Regions from separate parts of the Mus musculus genome. Here regions 2, 3, 4, 5 and 6 are each linked to region 1. A link is a contact called in public ChIA-PET, HiChIP or PLAC-seq and promoter capture Hi-C data. All regions are on one chromosome and are shown on one strand. Each heading gives the region's core, a stretch centred on a gene start, on an enhancer-like site or on the middle of the called end of the contact. The rest is flanking DNA. Distances are from core to core; before and after follow the strand shown. Region 1 holds the start of Tmem33 (transmembrane protein 33). Region 2 overlaps Limch1 (LIM and calponin homology domains 1). Region 3 overlaps Limch1 (LIM and calponin homology domains 1). Region 4 holds the start of C330024D21Rik (RIKEN cDNA C330024D21 gene). Region 5 has its middle 6.0 kb from the start of Gm40315. Region 6 overlaps Bend4 (BEN domain containing 4).

Evidence for each region. Promoter capture Hi-C pulls out the DNA fragments that hold promoters and counts their contacts. ChIA-PET counts read pairs in DNA pulled down with a chosen protein or histone mark. HiChIP or PLAC-seq counts read pairs in DNA pulled down with a chosen protein or histone mark.
Region 2: a contact with region 1 is called in an H3K4me3 HiChIP or PLAC-seq map of the SCID.adh cell line, with 23 read pairs. The contact joins the enhancer-like site here to the promoter of Tmem33 in region 1. A contact is called at or near these places in 5 of 39 promoter capture datasets (cranial neural crest, embryonic stem cells, frontonasal cranial neural crest and 1 more) and 16 of 115 datasets of contacts at active chromatin or transcription factors (DN3 thymocytes, the SCID.adh cell line, SST interneurons and 13 more).
Region 3: an H3K4me3 HiChIP or PLAC-seq map of the SCID.adh cell line shows a contact between it and region 1, with 15 read pairs. The contact joins the enhancer-like site here to the promoter of Tmem33 in region 1. A contact is called at or near these places in 7 of 39 promoter capture datasets (cranial neural crest, embryonic stem cells, frontonasal cranial neural crest and 3 more), 1 of 15 datasets of contacts at CTCF or cohesin (the NIH/3T3 cell line), 1 of 484 Hi-C or Micro-C datasets (embryonic stem cells), 20 of 115 datasets of contacts at active chromatin or transcription factors (the SCID.adh cell line, bone marrow-derived macrophages, craniofacial prominence and 13 more) and 3 of 9 other capture datasets (adipose tissue, liver and pancreatic islet).
Region 4: a contact with region 1 is called in a promoter capture Hi-C map of stem cell-derived epiblast-like cells, with 3 times the contacts expected there. The contact joins the promoter of C330024D21Rik here to the promoter of Tmem33 in region 1. A contact is called at or near these places in 6 of 39 promoter capture datasets (the 3T3-L1 cell line, the HPC-7 cell line, embryonic stem cells and 3 more), 1 of 484 Hi-C or Micro-C datasets (the G1E-ER4 cell line), 5 of 115 datasets of contacts at active chromatin or transcription factors (the 230-238 cell line, bone marrow-derived macrophages, effector CD8 T cells and 2 more) and 1 of 9 other capture datasets (liver).
Region 5: a contact with region 1 is called in a promoter capture Hi-C map of pre-B cells. The contact joins the enhancer-like site here to the promoter of Tmem33 in region 1. A contact is called at or near these places in 3 of 39 promoter capture datasets (pre-B cells, stem cell-derived epiblast-like cells and trophoblast stem cells), 7 of 115 datasets of contacts at active chromatin or transcription factors (the 230-238 cell line, bone marrow-derived macrophages, effector CD8 T cells and 3 more) and 2 of 9 other capture datasets (adipose tissue and liver).
Region 6: an RNA polymerase II ChIA-PET map of effector CD8 T cells shows a contact between it and region 1, with 32 read pairs. The contact joins the enhancer-like site here to the promoter of Tmem33 in region 1. A contact is called at or near these places in 1 of 39 promoter capture datasets (the C10 cell line), 9 of 484 Hi-C or Micro-C datasets (the C10 cell line, CD8 T cells, Th1 cells and 5 more), 4 of 115 datasets of contacts at active chromatin or transcription factors (CD8 T cells, effector CD8 T cells and embryonic stem cells) and 1 of 9 other capture datasets (liver).

The regions. Positions count from the first base shown.
Region 1 is chr5:67,258,967-67,262,156 of GRCm38.p6, forward strand. It overlaps Tmem33 (transmembrane protein 33), which reads left to right and starts at 1,599. Exons shown (of 8, transcript NM_028975.4): 1 at 1,599-1,840; 2 at 1,998-2,067. The coding sequence starts at 2,023.
Region 2 is chr5:67,023,248-67,026,437 of GRCm38.p6, forward strand. It overlaps Limch1 (LIM and calponin homology domains 1), which reads left to right. Exons shown (of 26, transcript NM_001001980.3): 17 at 2,825-2,865. Among named protein-coding and RNA genes, the nearest start is that of Gm33040, 25 kb to the left of the region's middle. Within about 2 kb of position 1,529, at least 31 of the 459 cell types and tissues checked have an H3K27ac peak or open chromatin away from gene starts, as enhancers often do. A contact at or near this core is called in the SCID.adh cell line, where this site is marked.
Region 3 is chr5:67,043,663-67,046,852 of GRCm38.p6, forward strand. Limch1 (LIM and calponin homology domains 1) reads left to right here. Exons shown (of 26, transcript NM_001001980.3): 24 at 684-792; 25 at 3,037-3,139. Among named protein-coding and RNA genes, the nearest start is that of Gm33040, 46 kb to the left of the region's middle. Within about 2 kb of position 1,494, at least 16 of the 459 cell types and tissues checked have an H3K27ac peak or open chromatin away from gene starts, as enhancers often do. A contact at or near this core is called in the SCID.adh cell line and bone marrow-derived macrophages, where this site is marked.
Region 4 is chr5:67,462,220-67,465,409 of GRCm38.p6, forward strand. C330024D21Rik (RIKEN cDNA C330024D21 gene) reads left to right here and starts at 1,679. Exons shown (of 8, transcript NR_110363.1): 1 at 1,679-1,799. RefSeq lists a cis regulatory region at 1,195-2,257.
Region 5 is chr5:67,442,905-67,446,094 of GRCm38.p6, forward strand. No RefSeq gene overlaps it. Among named protein-coding and RNA genes, the nearest start is that of Gm40315, 6.0 kb to the right of the region's middle. Within about 2 kb of position 1,692, at least 26 of the 459 cell types and tissues checked have an H3K27ac peak or open chromatin away from gene starts, as enhancers often do. A contact at or near this core is called in embryonic stem cells, pre-B cells and trophoblast stem cells, where this site is marked.
Region 6 is chr5:67,394,122-67,397,311 of GRCm38.p6, forward strand. Bend4 (BEN domain containing 4) reads right to left here. Exons shown (of 5, transcript NM_001164806.1): 5 at 1-3,190. Among named protein-coding and RNA genes, the nearest start is that of Gm33345, 9.8 kb to the right of the region's middle. Within about 2 kb of position 1,475, at least 106 of the 459 cell types and tissues checked have an H3K27ac peak or open chromatin away from gene starts, as enhancers often do. A contact at or near this core is called in CD8 T cells, Th1 cells, double positive thymocytes and 3 more, where this site is marked.

The DNA.
Region 1 (3,190 bases), core at 349-2,848:
ATTGTTATCTACTTACGTATAGTTACTTATAGTCAGAAAATTCGGGAATACAGAAGAGGCAGAAGGAAATCAAATTCTGCTACTAAGAGTAAAAAGATCACTGATCTAGTCAGCAACACTAAGTCTTAGAATGAAACTCATCTTGCTGATAAAATGATTTAGAATTTCCAGGCATCTAGAACTGTGAGGAAAAAGAAGTTGCGTTGTTTAAACTACTCAGTCTGTTGTATTTGACACCCCAGGTAAACCAAGATACACATGTGTGCATGTACACACACACACACATACACACACACACAAACACACACACTACCCATACATGGTGGGAGAGCCAGATTAAACAAATAATCAAAAAGAAATATTAGACAATGATAAATATTCTAAAATAGGGGACAAATTATACTCCAGCAATGCAGAGAAGATAATGTGTTAGCTGAGCTTGGGTGATAGGGAATCTAGACTGGAGATTGTGGGGACCTGAATGTGGACATTGGCCTTAGAAGAAAAGTTTACAACATTCTACCGAGCATCCTTTGACTCCTAGACAGCAGCTGACTGGCGCCTAGGCTGCCATGAATCATAAAGGCAATTGTACTTCTGAGAGAGTAGGAGCTTAGAGATACTCGGTTCCTAAGTTGGAGTATAGATCTGTAGTCAGCTTCCTGTCCTCCACCTCTCTCTTCTGTTCTTCTTTTTCATTTTTCTCTATGCCTCTTCTCCGGGTCTCTGCAGACGACACCCCCACCCCTGCATACCTTTTATCTAGCCAGACATGAAATTATGGAAGCCACATTCAAGTCTTCTTTCCTGTTCTTTTCTCCCACACCATCACACAATTCAGGATTTCATTGCTCTCCCTAGTTGTGTGCAATGGCCTCCCTATGATCTTTCTAATATAGATGATGTCACACTTCTGCTTAAAGTTGTAGCTTGGCTCCCTAGATTGCAGAGTTAAGTTCAGAAGTTTTGGCATACATGCAGGCAGAACACTGTATACATAATAAGTCTTTAAAAATATTTTTAATTAAAATATAACTTCATCATTTCTCCCCTTTCCTTCCAACCCCTCCCGTGCCCTCATGTAATGTTTTTCTTGCCACACACCCTGCCTCTCAGCAGTTCAAATCTTTCACCCCCCCCCAGACCCATTCATTCAGTTCACACCGAACTGTCCTGATTCATTCTGTTACTTTACCTGCTCTGTTCTCTTATTTGGAACCTCCTTCCCTTTTCATATACAATTTTTCCTTTCCCTTCAAGATTTATGGCCAGAATTACTTTTCCAGAAACCCCTGATTAACTCAGCTTGTGGTCGTTTTTGCTCTATTGTCTCTGAGAAGGTCAGTGTTATGTTCTTTTTTTTTTTTTTTCCTCCAAGCGTCTGTCACATAGCCGGTTTCACTAGTGCTTGAAATAAGAAAACTAAATCACAGGGTTTGGTGAATCGCTATCTGGAGAGATCATAGATATTTCTGAAGCTTCTGTATATGGAAGTAGAGAGATTTTTGAGGTTCGGAAGCCAGCGAGGAAAATCGCCTGAGTGCCGGTTAAGACGAAAGTTGCCTCGGTGGTTTTACTTAACATTTCCGTGCCAATTGGCTCGTAGGGAAGGTGGAACCAAAACAAGGAGAAAAACTGCATTTCCCGTCATGCCTCCGGAAACCACGCCCGGTGACTCTCAACGTCCCGCCTGACTCACGTGGAAACGAAAGGATCACTTCCGGTTTTGCAACCCCGGGAACCGGCGGCGTCGATCGGCCCTTTAAGGCCTTTCTCCGAAGCTCCGCCTTCGCTTGGGTCTTTCTAGAAAGGCAGCTTCGGTCTGGACCGAGCGGGGCAGGTATTACCGGGCCGCCATAGGGGGACTTCTGCGGCTGTGTGCTGCACGCGTCCGGGAGGGCCCGTTCCTCCGGGGGTTTGGGGTTCCTGCCGGCTCTGAAAGCAGGTCGGAGGGTCGTCGCCCCGCACTGACGTTTTGCTCTTCTTTGCTGTTGCAGCGTCCCGGGCTCCCGAGTGTCTCCCATGGCGGATACGACCCCGAACGGCCCCCAAGGGGCGGGCGCTGTGGTAAGTGAGCGGCCTGGTCGCCCGGCTCCATCAGCCGGAGTTGGCGAGGAGCAGGAAGTGTTTGAGAGGGCTAGAGGGTTCTAGAAGCCGCTGCCTGCCGGACTGGGGTTAGGGAGGAGCCGAGTGGCGGCCAGAGGAGCTCCAAGTTTGTTTCAAAGGCGACAACAGGCAGTTCTGGAGCAGGCGGCTGTCACCTGTCAGCTAGGGATGTTGGCCTCCTTGCCCCTTCCCACACCGCGGTCTCCGATCGTCTTCGGCCCCCAAGGTGGAAAATACCATCTATTCAACCCACATGCCTCGTGGTGCGCGTCGTAGTATTGCCCTTTGTACCTACTTCAAGCCTTTTAAGAAATTTTGCAAAGGGGAGAGAGTGGTGTGTTTCTTTGATTAGTCGTTTACAAAGAGGAGGACTGCCCGTTTGTAAACTTTATAATTAAAAATGTTGATCTACAGGTCGACTCGAGGTAGTTTTTGTGTTTTTGCCCTTAAATTGAAGTTTTGATTTTTTTTTTTTTAAAAAGCTTTTTACAACACCCCTGTACTGTGTACACGCACTTAACTTTGCTGACCCATTTGGAGATTTTTGATAACCCAAAAATACTTAAGTATTATTTTCCACTTCATTACATTTGGGGAATTGAACATGGATGCATTTTAATCTACTTTGTAGTTCACGTGCAGATTTCCTTAACTGTCCATTGTCCCTTCCCCTCTTTGGGAAGCAGCCATTGTGTTTATTTGTTCTGCCTCTTTACTCCCAGTCAGTCCATGGAAATCCCTCTATTATCTCTGGGCTTTGAAGACACACCTAGTTTCAAAAGTCTAGACCTGTTTTACAGAAGGCTCTAGAAACTGAAATTACATTTTGATTATGCCCTTCTCAGGACACAAGAACCATTTTATGTTGATTCTTTGGGGAATTAGGTATGATCCTGAATCAACTGATTTGCCATTGTAAAAATAGATTTCACCCTTTGTAAGTAAGAAGTTGTCTGGCCTAATACTTTGAAACTGTGAATAATTTGTCCTCAAGTCTTCAGTCCCATGATCCATTAAAATATTTTGTTGTGGAACTATATATACCAGGCCGTTCACTCTACTTAAACCAGCCTCTTCAGCTCCT
Region 2 (3,190 bases), core at 279-2,778, 240 kb before region 1:
CGGAGTTTTCAGGCTGACAGTCCTGAAAACGATGAGTGCAAATAAGATCTCACAACTGTGTCAACCGCTTAGCCATGTTTAGACATTGTCATTACATTCTGTTTCTAGCACTTTATGACTATGTAAATAAGAGATATTGTTAGGATAGATATGTAAGCCACATCAACTAGTCTTGATACTTCATATATTTATATATCCCACAAGACATTCTGGTTTTGAGAAATTGCTATTAAATTGAAGAAATTTACCTCATGTTTTATCTGGGTTGAATAATTTAAAAAATAAAATATCCTAATACTGGAGTCTTAAAGGTAGTTCTTCAAGGGAAAACTGGATTTGGCAGGCACTTGTGCTGTTATGATGTGTGGTTCATGAACACTGGGATTTTAAGTGTGAGCACTGGAGACAGAACACCTTCAGGTTCTTGGCTCATCAAGTTCTTAGCTACATAGTCTTCCCTCCCAGTTTTCCCCAAGATCTATCTGCCTGTCACATACAAATAACTGCACTCTAGTTTTTAAGAGAATCGGATTTAGTTATTGAAGAATAATGGAAGAATAATGGCATTAAGGGAGGGAGTATAGAGCCGAGTGCTAGGCATGAATAATAAACTCTTCTTAAGTGTTTTCCTTTAAATAAAGAGAAGAGAAGAGAAGAGAAGAGAAGAGAAGAGAAGAGAAGAGAAGAGAAGAGAAGAGAAGAGAAGAGAGAAGGAAGGAAAGAGAGAGAGAGAGGGAGGGACGGAGGGAGGGAGGGAGGGAGGGAGGGAGGGAGGAGGGAGGGAGGGAGGGAGGGAGGGAGCGAGCGAGCAAGCAAGCAAGCAAGCAAGCAAGCAAGCAAGCAAGCAAGCATTGACAAGACAGTGACAGGGTTTGAAGTAGACTGTGCCTAAGCCCTCAGGACTGGCACCCGGCCCTCAGGGTCTGGTCCTTTAGACCTGACCAGAGGCCCAATCTGTACTTCCTGCGAGTTCACGTGTCTAGCGATGCTGTTATAGCCGCCCAGAAATCCCGACCTGTGAGCCACTGACTTGAACTATTTATTTGAACGGTGTCTCAAGACATTGCACATGGACATGAAACGGACCGTCGTGCTTATTTAGACTCCACGAAGTGCCTGTCTTTCTGGAAGCCAGAGACCTCCAATAAACGTAGCCTCTGAAGGCATGCTTGTCATCAGCTGGAGTGTGGTGAAAGAAGTCATGGGTTATGGCCCAGATACAAGAAGTCATTTAAGTGACTAGCATGAATTCCAGCCTCCAGTCCAAAGGAACCAGAAGCCCTGGAACCGCACCTCGTAAATTCTCTCTCCCCCAGAAGTTGGTGTCTCCCCAATTTCTTTAAAGCCATCTATTTATAGATGCTCACACAGGTCACTGCTGATCTGCCTGTCAACCTGAAAAAGGGTTCCACGGGTCCCCCGAAGCATACACGTGTGCATCAATACAGTCATTCAGCACTCTGGAACCACTCATAAACTACAGCTAAAGCTGACAGAGTTCCTTTGTCCAAGTTGTTTCTGTAAAACACGGGCTTTAGACTGCTGTGTTCATTGCTCCGGGGATGGAAGTAGCAGAGCCTCACTGCGTAGGGAGCAAATGCTTGCCAGAAATTCTGTGCGCTTGGCACCTCCAGCAGACGTGTGCTGTCTGGATGTTTGAAAGGAAGCAAGCCACACACTTCCTCCTTTCATCAGTGTGGTGTGAAGAATGCCACAAACCCACTACACATCTCTACAGCCTTTTTGATTTTCCTAGAGTTGCTTCTGCATAGCCTGTTACTATGACATCTTGACCTTTAACTCTTAAAAAAAAAAAAATCCCCACTGAGTACAGGTGTAAAAGCTTTCAGGAACTCAGACTGGCCAGTTCCACTGCCCACTGTCCACGTCGTCAGGTTTTGTGTGTATTGTGGTAAGATGTTTTACATGTTAGGTTCAGAGACGGTCAGTCCCTGAGTCGACCCCAACTGACCCACCTTGACATGTGGAATGTGTTCTGCTCAGTTCTCACCCAGTTTCATGGATTTCTGTTTGTTCTATTTTGCCATCTGATCTAGAGCTGCCTGGCAGTGCCCCGCTGAGAGTTCAGAACTCTTGGCGACGGTCCCAGTTTTTCTCCCAGTCAGGTAAACAACATACCAGGTCACTGGCCTTTTCTTTATGTAAAAAATCCATGTTGGGTCAACCAATGTCGTTTGGCACTTGTCTTCCTTTCTGATTTTAGATCTTTTTCTTTTTTTTAAAGAGAGATGCTTGTTTGTGACACACAGTTAGCAATGAGCTTGTTCCTTGACACCAGCACGTGTTGTACTAAAACCGGGAGGAATTCCACGGAACTTTATATTGATTTTAAGATGCCAGAGGAATACCACCATCGGTATCCACCTGGCTCTCCCTCCCCCCCCCCCCCCCCCCCGCGCCTTTAAAACGATGATCAGAAGCCACAAGGTTCTCTTGTTAACTGTGTTACAAGAACTCTGTCCTTCCTGGATGCCGTCTGGCCTCTCGGTGTGGGGCTTCTTCTCCATGAGAGACAGTGGAGGGACTGCTCCCTTTGCCAGAGTGCAAGCTGTACTAAGAGCCAGCACTCATAGCTGCAGTCAAAGCTTCCTAGAGTCTAGTACCTAGCGCTTCCTGATGTCTTCCGCTCTTCTTCCTTTTGGTGATGGGCACAACCTTCCGCAGGCCTCTGCTTCATGGTGGTTTTCTAATACTGCCAAAGTTAACTTAACGTAGGAACTGCACTCAACTGAGAGGATCACGAGACCAGTACAGCCGAAAGCTATCACACTGACGCCTCTTTTCTTTCTTTTATTCTGCATAGCGGATTCTCCAAGCAGTGAAAAGTCCCCTGGGAGCACACCCGTGAGTATTCCCTCTTAAAGAACAAAGCCGTGCCTTCAGAGTGACTTTAACTTGTATTTGATTTTCTTAGGGAGTACTCAACCAAAACTGAGATCCAATTTTTTTTTTTTATTTTGAAATAACAGTTTCATTAGATTGTAAGGATTATCATTCTGTGTGAGGTAGTTCTCCTGCCTGGAAACAAAATGCTGGTCCCTTTGTATCTCCTTGAGCCCAGGTTTACTAGTCTGGGCTAATATTTATGATACTGGAGGTAGATCCTCTCTCTTTAACCCTTTAATGTTCAGTGAGGTGCAAATAGCGCTCTTTCAGGGTAGTTGTGAGT
Region 3 (3,190 bases), core at 244-2,743, 220 kb before region 1:
TGGTTTGAAGATCTTGAGCCATAGTGGCTATGGATTCCAGAAGATTGAATCTCCGAGTTAAGGAACACACCTTTAATCTGGCTATGCCTTTCATCTGGGATTAAAGGTGTGGTGGAACACACCTTTAATCTGGGCTACACCTTTTGCTGGAGACAATATAAGGACATTGGAAGAAGGGAGTCTAGCTCGAGCCCTTGCTCCTTCGCCTGCTTGCTGCGTGAGACTGAGTAACTGCTAGATCCTTGGACTTCCATTCACAGCTGCGACTGAACAATTGTTGGGAATTGGGCTGCCGACTGTAAGTCATCAATAAATTCCTTTACTATCTAGAGACTATCCATAAGTTCTGTGACTCTAGAGAACCCTGACTAATACACTTGGTAAAGCTAAATCTTCGTGTCATTAGGACTTCCTTAAACATGAGACACGTCGTATGTTGAGTCATCTCAGCATGCCCCAGACACAGCAGATTCAGCACCACGTGATGACCTGTCACCTTCAGCTTGCTGGCAGTGTATGGCTCTGCTTAATTCTGTATCCACTGTCAGTTCGATGGTTCTCATTTTATTAATGGTTTATTTAAAAATCCATGTTGCCATTTTTGCATGCGGCTGCCTGTGGCGCGAGCCAAGGCTCTCATTTCTCATTGTACTCACTGTGCCTCCCCCCGCCCCCCGCCCCAGGTCTATAAGCGGGAAGAAACTGTGCTCCTCCTGCGGGCTCACTTTGGGTAAAGGTGCTGCGATGATCATCGAGACCCTGAATCTCTACTTTCACATTCAGTGTTTCAGGGTATGTACACAGTGCTCTCTGCTCTAAGCTGATGTCAGGATTCCGGTCTTGTCCTGCGCAGAGAAATCTCTCCTGTAACCTTACATCCTCTCCCCTCGCATAGTAGACAGATGTGTAGGTCAAGTCCAGCTTTAAAGATGCAGCTCTCTGACCCTGAGTCCCTCTGGGAGGAAAAAAAAATCCTCCTAGAAGAAGAAAACCACATCTGTGCAGTTTGTCTTTCCAGATACTTTCTGTTGCTAAAAGCAGACATTGTAACAAGAAGTTGCAACTGGATGCTGGAAGACAATGGGGCTTCTGAGCCTTGTAGGCCTTAAGGCTTTATCTAAAGCATCTTTGTTGTTCTTGCAGTCGTATGATTTTTATGTGATGGGGTTTCAGACATTGCCCTAATAGAATATATTCCACCCAGTAAGTGGCCATGGCTAGCTGTCAGATTTCAGTTCTCACACTGAGCCTGTCTGAGACCTTGGAATGATGGCTCCATCTGAGAAGCCCAGGGCTCATCTGCCCTGTATTAAGTCTGTTGGCTCGCCCCTGTTGTTCCTTGGTGTGTTTTGTTTTGTTTGAAAAAAGGTCTCACCATGTAGCCCAGGCTGGCCTCAATCCCCTTGAAGTCCTTCTGCCTTAGTCTCCTGGTGCTGAGGTCACTACCGTGTGCCAACATGCCAGCTCTCCTGCTATAGGCAGGCTGTTACACTTGGTTTACTGTCAGGTGAATGAATCATAAATCCGTATATCCCAGCCTCTCTTCCTACTCATGAGCACCTTTCAAGTGAATATCATTGATTTTTGAAGCCAAACTGTCTATTTCTGGATCTGGGTCATCATTTTCTCTGCATGATGCAGATACATTTTTTTAATTAGAATTTCTATTCTCTTTCTCATTGGTAGCTCCCTTGGCTATGACATCAACTTGTATGAGATTGAAATAACTCACTCTGTCCCTAATCTAAGCAACAGTCAATGAAATTCACAAATCAGACAAAACAGAGTGAAATACAGTTTCTACCATTTGCCAAATGTATTCCTGTGGCCCAGCTAGTCTTTTTTTAAAATGTATTTATTTACATTCCAGATGTTGTCTCCCCTCTTCCCAGACCCCTCCAAGAGTTCTTCACACCATCCCCACTCCCTTTTGCCTCCAAGAGGGTGCTTCCTCACTCACCTCCATCACCCACCGACCCTCCCCATCTCACCCCCCAACTTCCCCCTTCCCTGGAGCATCAAGTCTCTACAGAATCAGACACATCCTCTCTCACTGAGACCAGACAAGGCAGTCCTCTGCTACCTATGTGCCAGGGGCCATGGACCAGCCCATGTATGATCTTTGACTGGTGGCTCAGTCTCTGGGAGCTAGTCTCAGAGCATGACTTAGAGGCTGGTCTGGTCCCTCTGGAAGGGGCTGGCACCTAGCTGAATGCCACCTCTCCCCTAGTACCACCTTCTCTGTGGCAAATGCCTCCCTCCTACATTTCCCTTCTGCTCTCAAACCACTCGGCTAATAAGGGTTCCACCCCCAGGGAATTTGTTACCCTTGGCAGCGGCAGTGCACCTCTAAAGTGGGACAGCACTGTGGCATGCGTTCCGTAGCAATTCTCAGGTGGAGTGGCCTGGAGAGCCTTAAGAGACCATTGGCAGTCAAGTTAGTGTCTCTCAGTCTGTGTCCTCTGTAAAATACAAGGAGTTAAGATAAAATGCTCAAAACATATTTTTCCTGTTACCATGAATTTGGCTTATGGCACTATAGCTAACCCACAGTAGATGCTCAGTGAACACGGAGATTGTAGGTGTACCCCTGTTTGGCTCACATGAGCAGTCTTAGTTACTGCTCTGTTGCTATGAAGAGACACTATGACCAAGGCAACTCTTAAACAAGGAAAAGCATTTGATTTGGAGCTCACAGTCCTAGGAGGGTGTAGAGTCCATGATCATCATGGCAGGAAGCAGACAGGCATGGGAATGGAGCATTAGCTGAGTACTGTATATCCTGAACCACGGGCAGAGCAAAGCTCTGGGCCTGCTGTGGGCTTCTGAAACCTCAAAGCCCACACCCATCGACACACCTCCTCCAACAAGGCCACACCTCCTAATTGTTCCCAGACAGTTCCACACCCGGGGACTGAACATGCAAACCAACGAGCCTAAAGGGCCACTCTCACTGAAACCACCACAAGCAGTCACCAGCACGCTGTACACATACTACGCCACTCATCTTCTAACTCCTGTGCCTTCTCTCCCTAGTGCGGCATCTGTAAAGGACAGCTCGGAGATGCAGTAAGCGGGACAGACGTCAGGATTCGCAATGGTCTCCTAAACTGTACCGACTGCTACATGCGATCCAGAAGTGAGTATGGAGAGATTCCCCTCCCGCCCCTGTAATCAGGTATTTTCTCCC
Region 4 (3,190 bases), core at 429-2,928, 200 kb after region 1:
CAACAACTATTTCCAGCACTTTCCATTTCTCTGTCACATCCAGGCTGTAGCCACCACTTAATAGCCTTGTCTTTTGTTCACCCTTCTTTCTCTGCAATCCACAAATCTCTCCTGCCTCTTAGCCTCCCTCACGATGTAGATCAGAGATCATGATGAGCAAATGTGTTTTAGACTGCTTGGATTATTTGTTTTTCTTTCAGTCGCATGTCCATGACAAAATTCTGATCTGGATTTGCCTACCTCCCTTCTTTAGCAAGTGGGCCTCACTGCCTTACACTGTACACTGGAGAGCAGCCCCTCCCTAGTCCTCAGTCATGCCCAGGTTGTTACTCTTCCAATCACCCGCAGCCACCAGGCTATAATTCACTTGCTCCATGAAGCCTCCCACCTCCCACCACTTCTGCCAACTTGGACCTTAGCGAAAAAAATAAACCTTTCTCTTTCTATCCCCAGCTTCCCAGCCTTCCTCCCTCCCCTCTTCTACATCATCCTGTCCCCTGTTACCTAAGCTTCACCCTTCCCTACCTGTCACCCCTCAAACACCTCCTGTTAGCCAATCTTTTTTTAGCAGTTGCTCCAATGTCTGTCTTCATTGTCAAACCTCTAAAAGGACCCTGATCTTTCCCCAACAGCAGTCATCACTTTTTTTAACATAAAGAAGAAAAGAATTTTCTTTTCTTCTTTTTAAAGATTTATTTATTTATTTTATGTATTTGAATGCTCTGTCTGTATGTACACCTGTGCCCCAAAGAGGGCATCAGGTCCCATCACAGATGGCTGTAAGCCACTAGATCCTGGAATGGAACTCAGGAGTTCTGAAAAAGCAGCCAGCGCTCTTAACCGGGGAGCCGTCTCTCCAGCCTCTAATCTTACTTTTCTACTCATGTGAATTCATTTCTCACAGCCAAAGAAACAGAACCTCTTTTGGTAACTTTAAACAGGAAAGGAATTGATCAGAAGGCTGTCCCACTAAAAGTGGGCACCACTACCACCTGGCTAAAGTTTTTAATACTTTATATTTGACATCTTAATATCTTGAGTGTTATGTGCTGAAGAATTTGGTTTTGTTTTCTAATTAACCAAGAGCTAACTTTTAAAAAGACCATTTGTTTATTTAGAGAGAGCTTGACTTATTTAGAGTGAGCATACCATGGTGCCAGTATTGATGTCAGAGAACAAGTTGTGAGAGTTGAATCTCTCCCTCCAATGTGTGGGTCCTAGGGATCGAACTAAGGTCTTCAGGCTTGATGGCAAGACCCTTACCTGCTGAGCCATCTCGTCCATCCTAGTTGACCAATTTCTGAACATTTTTTCACCTTTTGAAATAATCTTTATTTCCTCTTTTTGTGATTCTCAGCTCAAACTACATGAAAATTTCAATCAATTTGAAAAAAAGAAAAAAAAAAGAAGAAGAAGAAGAAAAAGGCTGTTCCATAACTCAGAGGGGGCAAGGGCTGGGATTCTTGCCCCATGGCAGGAGCTGAGAGCAAGGTAGCTTGAAAGACAAATGTCTTCCTTAGCCTTGACCTTTGGGGGCTGTAAGTGCTACTGTTTGCTGAAGGTTTAGAGGGCATGGCTTTCCCGGAGGAATTACGTAGCTGGGGGAGGGACTTTAAAGAGTGACACTACTAGTTTGCTCTTCACTATTTGTACTCGCGATTCCGGAATGTGACTTCTCAGCTTCCTTTTCCGGTTGCCATCCTTGCCATCCGCTGTCATGCCTCTCCACCGCCACGCTTCCCCATCATTATGGAGATGGACTTGTCCTGGAACCATAAGCCAAATAAAGCCTTCCTTCTGTAAGTTTCCTTGGGAAGCTGAGCTCAGGTGCTCCGTCAGCAGGTCTGGCGAAGCCACAGCCCCGGGGGCCGGGCCCTGCCCGCTGGCGCTCCCTCCACTCACGACCTTGCCTTGTCCCCCTGATCCTCCATTCTTTAATGTCTTTTCTGGGGCTTCTTCAGCCTCTTCCCTTGTGTTGGATGGAGCTGATGCAGAGGCCATGGAGAGGTGTTGCCTCAGCCTGTTTTCCTATAGAACCCAGAACCACCTATGCAGGGGTGACCCCACTCACAATTTGCTGGGTCCTTCTACATCAATCACCAATGAGGAAAGTGCCGTACAGGCTTGCCTACAGTTTGATCTTCTAGAGGCATTGCCTCAAAGGCTCCCCCTTCTCCAGTGACTCTAACCTGTGTACAGTTGACATAAAACTAGCCAGCCTAGTATTACATCCAGCTAGTTGTACATGCGAAGCCTTAAAACATATATGTTGGAGGCATCTCAAGGTTGGTGTTATACTAAAGCAGTGGTCCTTTATCTGTGGGTCAAGATCCTTTGGGAGTTCAATAACCTTTTCACAGGGGTCGCCTAAGACACAAATATTTACATTACATTTCATAACAGTAGCAACATTAAGGCTATAAAGTAGAAATGAAATCATTTTATGATGCAGGGGGGGATCACCACAGTAAAAGGAACTATATTAAAGTGTTGCAGATTTAGGAAGGTTGAGAAGCAGTGTACTAGAGGGTATGATACTGCCATTGGAGGTTATGAAATCATCTCATAGTATCCTCCTATTTCCACAGCGAAATGCACCATGGGGTTGAGTTCAATTAGCAGTCTTGCCCAAGCTCAGGTTTTCCTACCAAATGCGTTAGGGAAACTTGGCTTACAGAGCTCTCTGGGTTTCAGAATTAGGGATTAAGGATCATAAACCTTACCTTATGATGACGTTCTCAGGATACCTCCACACAAGTTAGGGAGTACAAGTGATGGGTACAGTTGTTTAGACATAATTGGTAAAGAGCTCTTTTAGGCAAAACACAGATAGCGTTATCAGTTGCTTCAAGGGACCTCCTGTGGGTTTTGGAGAGTTGAGCCATGATGTCAGGGTGGAGGACATTCAGCTGTGTCATTTGTCACAGCAGAGGATGTGCCCCTCTTGTCACACTAAGTCTCACTCAGGTTATATCCAGGCTTCTAGACTGAGACACCCAGACAGTGTCCTGGAAGGAATCCAGGGGCCATAGACTCCTTGGGAGATGGGAAAGCTATTATTGTATTCTCATAGCCGTTTGATGTGTCCTTTTCGAGCATCTTCTCTTTGCAAAATATTATAAATTCCATCTGCATAAGCTTTTATTGTTTATCTAATGTTTCAGACACATGGGCCATTTTTACAACCCTG
Region 5 (3,190 bases), core at 442-2,941, 180 kb after region 1:
TCAAATACAGCTTTACTTTTCTATAGTGTGAAGTTGAGAACACCCTGTAGATAAGAACCAGGCATCTCATTTGTAAGCATGGGGGCTGGGGAGTAAAGGTCATAGTGTGTGCTAAGCACTCACTGGGAGAAGCAGATCCACAGAGAGATTAGGAGCCAGGCCTTCTGGAGCCACACTGGCCGTTTCACTTATCAGTGTTCTTGTGTTCTTGTGTGAGCTGGTTTCCACGTCTATGTGAAGGGGACAATACAAGTGTCCACTTGGCAGCATTGTTCTGAGGTGTTTGATCAGTGCTCAGCACAGAGAGCATTGGATAACAGACAGCGATTAGCTCTTCCCTCCCCTCCTCCCACCCCTCCCCTGCTCTTGATTGACAGATTCAGATGGAGTCCTAGGTGTGTATCATAGGGTTTCTGACAGTCAACGTGTGCTGCTGGCCCTTCCACAAGCCACACAAAGTGCATAAACTCTGAAGTGGGTCCCTGGATGTAGATTCTCATTCCACCCCTGTGTGTGAGATCCTATAAGCCTAGATGGGCTAGGCATGGTACTGTGTCCACTTTTCTCATGGAACCAGAATGAGCCTCCAGATTCCTATGGGTGGAGCAGCCCATGAACGCCTGCTGCTCCGACCCTCTGCCCAAGGGGTAGCACAGGGAGAGTGGGTGAGGCCACCCAGGGTCCACCCCAGTCTTGCTTTGCCTCTCTGCCAGTGTCTTGGTAAATGAATGATGTCCTCCCTACACTGAGACTTCCGAATCTCTTCTTTTGTCCCTGTCTAGCTCCCAAGGTTTTGCTATTCTGGATTTCAGAAAATAGTTCAGTTGCCAAAATTGGTTGAATGAGCTACTTTTAAAATTAGTTAAGTGGTAAAAAAAAAAAAAAAAAAAAAAAAAAGTACTGCTTTGCAGGGTAGTTTCAACAAGTCTCCTTCACGGAAGTGTCCTGGAGGATAATGTTTTAACAAGAGATGATGACTTACAAAATTAACCTCAGGAGAACTCCTCTGCCGTCCCTTCCCAGGAAAACACATACATCGCCTAAGTCTCCCTCCCTAAACTGGAGGAACAAGAGAAATGAGGGCTGGATCGCTAGCAGGTAATCTCACATCAAGGTGTCCAAAAGATGGAGACACCCTCATGTCCACCAAGAAGTCCCTTTTGGGATGTTGGTTTAGTCCTATCTGGATGGCCTGGGGCTTTAGCCTTAGCTCTTTAATTTAAGATCGGTTCAGTAGCTCATGTTTATGGATAAATGAGTAAAACAGGAAAGATCAAAAGCAAAAAATAAAATTGCTATGGAATTCAATATTTCAGAAGGCTGAGCCCTGTAAACGGTAGTGAAGTGTGGTGTTCAGAACGAGAGCCCCCCTCTTATGATAATTCGCCTAACAAGGAAATGAGATTGACACAGCGCTTCTGTTTCTCTGTCCCCCGAGGTTAGAGATTATGCGGCGCATGTTGCTGTTTTTAGCTTCTTTGGTAATTCCTATGGTGAGAGACGACACTCTGCATATTTGTCGCATATTTGTCAAGTTGCTCTTCTGTCAGGTGCCAGGGTCTATGAGGTAGCAAGAAAATGCAGGTCTCCCCTGAGTTATGAACTCCCTCCCCACCCCCACCCCCCACTCCACACCGTAGCTGCCCAGTGCCCCTTTCCCAGGGCTTACGTCTTTATTTACGTTCTGTTGCCAGGGAATTCCATGAGTCTGTACAGCAACCATTGGTGGTACTTGGTGACAAGTGAACCCAGCTGTATTCTCAGGGTTTCCCAGAGGAAGAAGACAGGAATCCATAGGCCGAGAGATAGGTAGGCAGATTTGACACGGTTTTATTGGCAGTTTATGATGGAACAACAGAGGGCTTAGCGTGTTTTGTTAAGGAAATTAGAAGATAAATTCTGGTCCCCAAAGCCTGCGCTGTGCTCAAACCAGTCCACTTAGGGTTTGAGTCACGTGATTACTTGTTATAGATTCCCAAACCCATGGCAGCTTGCAAGCCTGACCAGTGGCCAGGGGTGGGGGTGGGGTGGGGAGTGGGGGTGGGGGTGGGGTGGGGCTGGTCCCAAGTGTATTCAGGAGCAGGAAGCAGCCTCACAGGGACTTTCTGAAAAGTGAGCTGTTTCTCTTAGAAAGCTCTCTACAGTGTTACACATTCCTGCCTTCCAAAGAAAACTTGAGTAGTCCAAGTTCATCATGGACAGGTAAAAAAGAAGAATACAATTAACAACAAAAGTGTTACCCATAATACCACTATCCACGGATGGTGACCATCAACACTTGGACTTCCATACATCCTTGCTGCTTTTTTTTTTAAAGTTCATGTGTCTACATGCTTAGCAAATATGAAATTCTACCATACAGCCTGTCTAAAGTCCCTCCCCCTTCCTTTTTTCTTTTCTTTTCTTTTCTTTTCTTTTCTTTTCTTTTTTTCTTTTCTTTTCTTTTCTGGTCCTCCTCCCCCTTCCCCTCTCCTTCCCCTTCTCCCTTCCTTCCCTCCCCTCCCCTCCCCTCCCCTCCCCCTCCCCTCCCCTCCCCCTCCCCTCCTTCTCCCCTCCCCCTCCCCTTCCCTCCTTCCCTCCCCTCCCCTCCCCTTCCCTTCCCTCCCTTCCCCCTCCCCTCCCCTCCCCTTTCCCTCCCTCCCCTTCCCTTCCCCTTCCCCTTCCCTCCCCTCCCCTCCCTTCCCCTTCCCTTTCCTTTTTTTTCTTTTTTTCTTTTTTCTTTTTTCTTCCTTCCTTCCTTCCTTCCTTCCTTCCTTCCTTCCTTCCTTCCTTCCTTCCTTCCTTTCTAAAAAAGCGGTAGTGGGCTGCTTAGAGGTAGGACAGGGAGCTAGCCTTTTTGAGTGATGATGCTGTATGGAGCAGTTTATTTACATAGCCTTGCTTCATCAGGACGCCAGCAGCAGCTCTCCCAGCCTGTCTCCCATGCTCCCTCCCACCCTCTTCATCTATGAAAATGTTTTCCTTGTGTCTTCTTTATCTCCTCTGGCAGACACTTCCCACGTTTTTAGTTTATAACGCCATGGAGTTTTATCTGGACTTTTGGTTTTGTTTTGTTGTTGTTGTTTTTAAGAGAAGCCTTGTTTTATAGCTCAGGCTGACCTTGCCTATGCCCTGCCAGGCAGGATGTGCTCTAGTCTGGGGAAGTGGTATCTGCTGCTTTCTTTCCTGAGGATTCAGTCTTAGGAGTCAT
Region 6 (3,190 bases), core at 225-2,724, 140 kb after region 1:
TGTGACTCAAGCATCCCTTTTGACGTGTTTGCCAAGCAGCTTTGGCAAGTGTTGCCACATTAAGCACACAGCAGGAAGACTCACACGGTATGTGCAAACCCACTTTCCATTACATTTCTACAAACCCACATGTGAAAGCTGTCACAGACTAACACAGACCTGTACTGCGAGATGATACCGCACTGAGGAAATTATACACTTCAAATTCTAAGTCACCAAAAATGACCTTCAAACTACAAAAAAAAAAAAAAAAAAAAAAAAAGTCAACTGATCTATAGAGAAACTAAGGAGGTAGCCAGTGGGTATCAGGGCTAGTCTAGAGCACATACATGGTTGACTCCCTGTACCGCAAAACACAGAACTCAAATGAGGGTCATGTTTGCGTTCTGGACATAATTCACACCTTCCCAGGAGTTTTGTCCACTTTCTCAGTTGCAGAAGAGGCACAAGTCATTAAATGGCAGGGATACGCAGAAACCACACACCTGCAGATTCCTAAGTTTAGGAGTTATTGTTTAGATTTTGTGTTGACAGCAAATCATTCAAGAATCATTACTGGACTGAGAGAAAACCACAATCCAATTGTGCCAGTGCCGACCACCTGATGCCATGCATCCAGCTGCACCAAGTAAGACTGCAGTAACCTGTCTCCTTGTCATCCTGACGAAGGCATGGCCTCGGTGCAGATCACTGAAGGGTAAGGGGCAGTCTACAGGAACAGCCCACTAGCGACTGGCAGAGGCACGCGCTTCCCTCACCACCTGACCAAGAGATCAGCATGCTTTTACTCCTCCACTCTCTACCATAGGGAAGCCTTAGGAAACACATGGTGACAGTCCCCTAAATGCTGTGACCGACGAGGAACAGGGCTAAGGACTTGTAGAAACAGCTACACTTTTCTTGATACCACGAGAGGCTCAACACCCACAAATGGGCTGATGAGAAATGGGGCCTTATCAAATGTAAAACTCTGCTCCCCTCCACAGGTCCCTGGTCTCAGTCCCCTGACAGCTCATTCCAGGGCCATCATTCTCTTGGCAAGATCTGTGCCTGAGGTTAAACACTTGTGAGAAGCAGGCATTTTAATTTCGAAAATGAAGGATACACCAGGAAAGCACCACTGTGAACTATCGAGCCTTGGACACTGGGACTCCGGACCTACCCAATCACTGACGAAAACGCCACATTCAGTTACACCAGCCCGGCAACCACATTTTCCTCACCAATGACAGGGCACAGCTGCATCCTGAGATATTTTTAACTCAAGTCTACTTCCAACCAACGCTGAACGGCTCAGGGTAATTCTAAAAGTTGACAGAGGACTAGGTTTTGCATCACGAAAACAATGTGTCTGACTGCCAGAATGACGTGGAAAAGCAAACCAAGTCAATTTGACAACATCTTCAGACCTCTAGACAACAAACTCAAGGCATGTGGGGAAATCAGGGTAGTCAGCTTTAACAGGGAGTTCTGCCAGAAGCGGCACCTTTTGCAGGCTGACTTAATAGTCAGGGGACCACACAGGAAACCACTATGACTTGAGTAGCACCCCAGCCTTAAATGGATGCCCACACAGGGAAAGAGCCAGCAGAAGGCTGAAACAATCCTAAGTGTTTGACTGCTGGTATCAGGTGGTAAACTAAGCTGAAGAAAACAGCAATCACATAAGCAGGCAGAAAAAAGGGACACTTGACTAGGCTAATTCTAGGCCCTCATGTAATTACATGTGAGAACTGCTACGGCGGAGGTCAGCATTGTAGTCCTTAGTTTCCACATATGCACAACAGCTAGGTTCCCGACACTGGAGATTTCCTAGGCCAGACTTCCCAGACCTTGGATCACACACAAGAAACACCCCTTTCAACATCATATTGAACGAATGCTCCAGATGTAATTGACAACAGCTCATCAGTAGTCCACTGCACTTCTTATTATTATCATCCAGACCTTGCAATACAGTACAGGAAGCAGCGGGTGCCCTCTGCACATCTGAAGCAAGTGGCAAGAACCCTTGGTGTAGGTGTACCCACAAATGATTTAGATACCCCCTTCCTTAAAGCTACATTTGATAGTGAAGGTGATACAGGCTCTTAGTCAACTAAAGCTAATGTCCGCCTATGCAGAGATGACAATTAGAAGCTGCATTGACAAAGGCTTGTCCCAGGGCATGATGCTACCCAGAGTTGGTGTTGAGATCAGAGCCTTTAAAGAGGTGGAGGAGGAACTCAGGCCTCTCCATGGGGACTGTCTGATTCCTTATGCTAAGGCTCTAAGGCCCTGAGGCTAGCTCCTGCTAACTTCCCAAACTTAATGTAAAAGTTGCAAACTCGTGGAAGAGAAAACTCGATGGATCATTTAAAGACTACAAGACAACCAAGGGAAGCTTGTCCAAGCTTACTGACTAAATAAACCACCAAAGAGAGGAACGGGACTCAGCAGAGCAGATAAACAGCAGTATGAGAAGTCTTCGGTGCTACAGATGAGGATTTTAACAAGATGATAGTGAGTGCCCCAGACCAGCAAGAAGCTATCAACATTAATGCTATCCTGGATGTTATCCGGAGACAGTTTTTATAGTTAGGAAAAAACAAACAAACAAACAAACAACCCTTTCTCTTGGACAGCCAAAGACACTGGTCTTGGGTCCACTGTAAATGACAGCTCATTTACCCATTTAATTTCTTTTACTTCTAAACTGTTCAGCTGATTTGTTCAATATTTGCTAAATATTGAATCTAAAGGATGCGTGATTATTCTGACAAAACTGGCCTCCCCAAAAGTCCTTTCTAAACGGATACTCACAGTCTGAATTTCTACCCCATTTTCAAAGCTCTTTGCTGTGTTTGTAGATGACACTCATAATTTTCACAAACGCTGCCCATTTAGCTTTTGGTTCCACAAAGAACATAGTAATCTTGATTTGTTTAATAAAGCCAGTGTTCTCCGCAGGTCCAAAGCGTAATCTCCATCAGTAACAATTATAGCACCTCTGTAGCCTTTACTAGGAAGTGGTTCCCAGGGCATCACTAACCTCACATACGGATTCCACAAATTAAGCAGGGAAGCAGAAGGGTAACTCAGAGCTTAGACCGAGGAGGATGTGCACAGCTGGATGGGGCGTTTTCATCCATGACAATGGGAAACAGAAGTTTTATATATGCTAAACCTTCACTCAGCCCAGCAAAGGCCT